Linked DNA regions of Mus musculus: region 1 is linked to region 2. The links are chromatin contacts, called in public Hi-C maps. All regions are on one chromosome and are shown on one strand. Each heading gives the region's core, a stretch centred on a gene start, on an enhancer-like site or on the middle of the called end of the contact. The rest is flanking DNA. Distances are from core to core; before and after follow the strand shown. Region 1 has its middle 7.1 kb from the start of Gm32334. Region 2 has its middle 6.5 kb from the start of Gm32128.

What was found. Hi-C and Micro-C count contacts between places; a contact is called where the count stands out from the background.
Region 1: a Hi-C map of liver shows a contact between it and region 2, with 2.2 times the contacts expected there. The contact joins two enhancer-like sites. A contact is called at or near these places in 1 of 15 datasets of contacts at CTCF or cohesin (the NIH/3T3 cell line), 7 of 484 Hi-C or Micro-C datasets (8-cell embryo, bone marrow-derived macrophages, granulocyte-monocyte progenitors and 2 more), 3 of 115 datasets of contacts at active chromatin or transcription factors (the HL-1 cell line, the HPC-7 cell line and liver) and 3 of 9 other capture datasets (adipose tissue, liver and pancreatic islet).

The regions. Positions count from the first base shown.
Region 1 is chr1:191,492,956-191,495,865 of GRCm38.p6, forward strand. No RefSeq gene overlaps it. Among named protein-coding and RNA genes, the nearest start is that of Gm32334, 7.1 kb to the left of the region's middle. Within about 2 kb of position 1,651, at least 55 of the 459 cell types and tissues checked have an H3K27ac peak or open chromatin away from gene starts, as enhancers often do. A contact at or near this core is called in adipose tissue and liver, where this site is marked.
Region 2 is chr1:191,412,667-191,415,502 of GRCm38.p6, forward strand. No RefSeq gene overlaps it. Among named protein-coding and RNA genes, the nearest start is that of Gm32128, 6.5 kb to the right of the region's middle. Within about 2 kb of position 1,500, at least 14 of the 459 cell types and tissues checked have an H3K27ac peak or open chromatin away from gene starts, as enhancers often do. A contact at or near this core is called in adipose tissue and liver, where this site is marked.

The DNA of each region.
Region 1 (2,910 bases), core at 401-2,900, 80 kb after region 2:
ACTGTCATCATCCAGAACATCTCCACTGCTTCCTCTGGAGGATGGAAACTGAGAGGTGGCTTGGAAGATTGTGGCAAGAGTCTTGGTGACAGAAAATGATGGCTAGCCTGGGAGAACATGAAGCTGGAAACAGATTCTGGGTGTAAACTGATAGTAGAGCCAACAGGGATTTCTGGCAGTTTGGCTATAAGTTGTGAAGGGGAAAGTCACATGTGACTTCAAGGTTTGGCCCAAGGACTAGGGCTGTCACTGATGGAATAGAGGTGTGTGTGTGTGTGTGTGTGTGTGTGTGTGTGTGTGTGTGTGTAGCAGACAGGAGTATGGATGGAACGGAGGGGTGTGGAGAGAGCAGACATGGCAGCAGAGTCTCAGTCTCAGATGCCTCCAGTTTAAGATTCTAAATGACATTTACTTGAGGATGGAGAATAAACAGTTCTGAAATGCCCAGCTTATTGGAACAACCCAACTCAGGAGAGTTCTGAGTGAGGAGACTTAGGAGTGTGCACACGATCCAACATAAGCTTCAGCGTTTCCAACGAGAAGTCTGATTTCCTGGATTCTCCATGATGGAAACATTCAGAAATATTTCTAGGATTTGCATGTGGCCACAGGACCTCATAAGTATTCCTCACAACCCGACTAGCTGTGATCTTGAATCTGCTTTTCCTGAGTCAGCACACTTTACCATAACCAGCCAGCCCAGACCTCAGTGCTCATGGAGATAAAGACCACAGAGCCACAGAGTCAAGGGCTTAAAGATAGCAGAAAGGTCACCCCACCCCACACTCACACTAACAGTACAGCTAAGAGCTCGTTAGTATCATCAGAAGGGAAGTATCTCCCACTTCCAAGGGCTCTCTCTTCCCTGGATGGAAGGCTCCATTAGAGAGTTCTCTCTTGCGTGACGCACAAACCTACCTCGCTGTTGTTCCTCTGTTTGCATCTAAGATACCGGAATAAATAAACGCTGAGCTATGTTTAGTGACTAAGACACAATGTGCAAGAGTGTTGACTGGACCACAGAGCTCTTGGCTTTCAGTACTTTGTGGGACCTGTCAAATGGTTTAGGTTTCAAAACTTAAAACTCTTGGCTTCACTAACCCCCAACCCCAATCTCTCAGTCGAGAGGTTTCCTGAATGTTGGAAGGGAAAGTAAACCAAACGGGCGTTTGTTTCTCATCAGTGAAAGCAAAGAGCTTGGGAGAGGTGCACTGACCTATTTTTGTCCTTGTGTGGTGGAGGGTTGCCAAGAACAAGCAAAGGCGTTTTCCTGTGGTCAACACCAGAGTTCAGAGATCAGGATGGTGGTGCTGGGCCTTGAGGCTGAAGAAGGAAGATTCAGGAATAAGATTCAGACTCTGGGAGCCATCAGGTCTGTCTTAGATCCACATTCAAGACACCTTAGCCTTCATATCCCTGAATCCTCTTCTGCCTGGGCCAACATTGTTCTGCTAGTAGAAAGCAGACAACAAGTCTATGTGCAGGTTTCTCAGCACCTCCAGAGCTCTGTGGGATGCTGTGACTGCTGGTATTTGTTCTGAGTCCCAAATGCAGGCCGCTGGCTCCTTTTGGCTACATTCCTAGGGTGGCAAGGCATTCGGTGTTATGGCACAGAAGACAAAGGGGTGGAGTTAACACAAAGCATTTGAGGACTGTCCCAGATTCAAAGGTTGAAGACAGTTCAGGGGAACACTGACTTCACAGACCCAGAGATCTGGGTTCCAAACTTTGCCTGTGGGACCCAGGAGAACAGGGATCCAGTGACAGCAATTTGGGTGATAAATCACCAGGAGGTCCTGGATTCTTCTGCACTTGCATTTTCTTTGATGATCCATCCCAAGTGTGAATTCAAAGTGCATTAAAAAAAAAAACTAATATTTTTAATGCAGATGTCAAAAATCAACATAAAATACAGATTTTTCAGTAAGTCTGAGATGACTCAGAAAGCTTGAACCTCCCCCCCCCAACCCCCCATGGCTGCAGAGCCCTTCTGCTTAACAGAAGGGATGGGGCAGATACTCAGCTGCTAACCTCTGAACGCCCTGCCCTCGCTCCAAGGACTGTATTGACACCCTTTTCTCATCTACACGGACAACTTAACACTTGATTACCAGCCTGTCCCTTAGCAACCGAAGGGAGCGAGTGGCCGATATGTCCTGTGCTTGTGATCACTCAATAAAAGCCAGGCGATTATGTAACCCACCTGAGTGTGCCTCCCATGGGGCATGCAGTTGGGGTGCCCCCACACACACCTGCTAATCTGGCCTCTCCTCCCTCAGCAAGCTTCCTGCTTGGCCCTAGTGGGTGCTCTGGGCGCCAGTCTGACTTTCTTGGATTTGCTTTCTATTCTTTTGGCAGGCTCTGGAGCAGGTGCGATTGATTCCTTTTGTGTTTGTTTAGAAATGCTCTTGACCCGCTGTGAGGACTCAGGCCTCCCTTAGGGTGGTTTGGTTTGCTTCCGTTCCTTTGTGGCTGTGTTTACAACGGTGTTTATTTGGTGCGGTTTCTTGGAACTGAAATGTGTATTCTCTGGAGACATGAACACTGGGTAGACATAATGACATTCCTTGGATTTGGAGGGTCCCCAGAATGTAGTAATCTCTCTCCAGGCACTAGAACTACACAGAATGGATAGGGCTTTATTATTGAAACTACAGCAAGGGCCGTAGCATGGCTCAGCCAAGAAGGGGGCTTGCTGCCAACCTGATGTTCTGAGATCAATCCCCAGAACCCACATGGGAGAAACAGAATGGACTCTTGCGAGTTGTTCTTTGGCCACATGAGTGCTGTGGCCCACATACCCACATCCACATAAAATAACTAAATGTAAAAAAAAAAAAAGTTGTTATTCAGAAAAAAATTTTTTTGAGAGAGGGTCTCAGGCTGTCCTTGAACTCCTGATTCTGCCTC
Region 2 (2,836 bases), core at 250-2,749:
GAGTCTGGGCTAGCCTGGGCTACATGAGACTGTCTCAGACACTTCCAGTGAAAAGATAGCAAATTTAAAAATAACTTTTCTCCCAACAGTTAAATGAGAGTTGCCTGAAATTAGAAGTAAATGTTCAATAAATATTTTTAAGTAATTCTTAACCAGGACCGGGTTCATAATGTTAGCTGCTACCAATAAGATGATTTGAATTCCCACACCCAAAAGAGAACCACTTTTAGATGGAGGGGTGGCCAAGAACATTACCATCTCCATCTTAGAAATTCTGCTGGAGAAAATAAGGGGAAGATCTGAGAGACATTTTACAACTAGTATAAGCTCAACACAGCCTTTAGGGGAAGCAGTTTGGAAGTTCCTGAAAAAAAAAAAAAAAGTTGAAAACAGAGCTACCATATGGTCCAACAATTCCACTTCTGGATATCGATCCAAAGGAGATGAAATCAGTACCTTGAAACGATCCTTACACTCTGCTCTCTCCAGCACAGGGGACAATAGCCAAATTACAGAAACAGCCCATGCTGGTGGATGAATGGATAAAGAAAATGTGAGCTACATAGGTGATCTATATGATTTGGCCTTATAAAGAAGGAAATACATTCCCTGCAACATGGATAAACTTGGGGGACATCATGCTAGACACACTAGGACAAATGCTGCACCCTTGTCTCACGTGTGGCATTCAAGGAGTTAAAGAGCAGGGTAGTCACTAAGGGCAGGGAGTAAAGGAAGTGGAGACTCTCACCTGCTGACTGAAGCCACTGCCTTTTAGATGTAAGCCCTAATTTACAGTGTGGAGATCTGAGCGCCACGGTTAAATTAATGATCCTAGGGCTGGGGGGGGGGGGGGGGTCCTCAGCGGGGACATGCTTAATTAGCAAGACAAAGCCTGGCCAGTCCCCAGCCCAGAAAAAAATAACAATGTATCAATTAGTGATAATGTATAGTAATTAGATCTTAAGCATTCAGACTACCCAGTAAAGGGTACCTGCAGAGATGGTTGTGAAATACCTGTCTTCATTTGGTAATTTTGTCACAGCTTTTATCAGATGTCTGCATCTTAAATATGGACAGCTTTTGTCAGTCATTCCTCAACAAAGGTGGAGGGGAAGACCTGGAAGTTCCTCAATTAAGCAATAATTGTCTTGTTCCAAAGTCTTCCTGACAATGCCAAAATCCAATCGATTCAAATCCAGGTGTTCAGGACTTTCTTCAGGGACAGAGAAAGTCATGTGATAGAAGAAACACAACCAACTGATACTTTGGATAACCTCATTCCACAGGATTTTCAAACTCACTTTCTTTTTAAGTATTGTTGTTCCGTAGCTGAATGTTACTTTCATTGGTATAGACATTTGCAAATGTTACATTTGTCAAAGATCTCTGCTAGAGAGACCAGGCATAACTTCTGTCACAGTGAAGGGTGCCTGGCAAAAGTAGATCAAGGGCTGCCGTTGCCTGTGATGTTTGCTTGCTTGCTTGTTTGGCTTCAGTGCTCAGGCCAGGACCTTTCACATCCCAGGCAAGTGCTCTATGCCCCTGACCCTTTTGAGACAGGGTTGCTTCCAGTTTTTCAAGAAGCTAAATTTATATAACCCTGCTGGCGTCCAGTTGCCCTCCTGCCTCTGGCTTTGCCTCACCTCCCCTGGCTGAACTGTTGCAGCTTCTAAACAAGGGGCTCATCCTTCGTCTGTCCATTTGCTCCTCTTTTTACTTTTCTGAGACTGGGTCTCACTATGACGTCAGGCTGGCTCAAATTCACAGAAATCCACCTGCCTTTATTTCCAGGCTGCTGCTGGGATTACAGGCGAGCACCACCAACACCTGGCTCTTCATTCCATGGAAATGATACATATTGAAAAGATGCTTGCGCTCAGCTTGCTGAGTGAGCTCGTGGGCGGGCGTAGTTCTTAAAGTTATCCTAAAGGTGTACACGTGATATGACTCATCATCTTGTGGAATGCAGAAATAGAAGACAGTTATCTGTGCTCTCTGCCAGTGCTCAGTGTGTGTGTGTGTGTGTGTGTGTGTGTGTTGGCTGTAAAACTAGGGAGGTAATCATGAGAGAGGATGAAGAGATCTTAAGGAAGGTAAGATCTTAATGGAGATTATTAGAGATCTTAATAGAGAGAATGAAAGAAAGGAGAGGGGTACCCACCTGGGGGAAGAAAAAGAACAAGACAGAGGAGGGAGGGGACCAAGAAAGGTCAGCATGGGAGGGAAAAAATTAAAACTAAGCATGGTGAGATGTGTGAGCAGAAGATGCCGTGAGGACACCCACCATTTTGTGTGCTAATCTCACAGATCAATAAATGAACACTAGCACAGACTTACACAAAGTTAACAAATCAGACAGGCTTAAAATCAATGGGATTTAAAGTCAGCTCTAAAAGAAACCAGGCTGGAAATTATGGATGTATATATAAACAGAGAAAATTATTTTTGGTACTTAACCAGGATATTGGAAATGCTTTTTTAAGTTTTAGGATGTTTGGAATAAATCAGGTATGTGAATACTTTTTCAGCTATAAATTATGTGAAATATAAATACAGATCAAGTATTTCTGATGCAAATCTAGTATTTGAATAGAAACATTCTGTAGGTTTAAAAATACACATAAATTTGGAAAGTTCTCATGAGAAAACCAAAGTGAAATGAAAAAATTGTATACTGACTATCTGTTTAAAAGATATCTTCGAGATACTCGGAGGGAGCAAACGTGTTATTAAAATGAATTTTCTCTCAAACATCACTCCCACCAAAGAATTTTCACCTGCTTCTCTTTTTACTACAACTACAAGAACATGTTCAGTTCTATATGCGTTCATC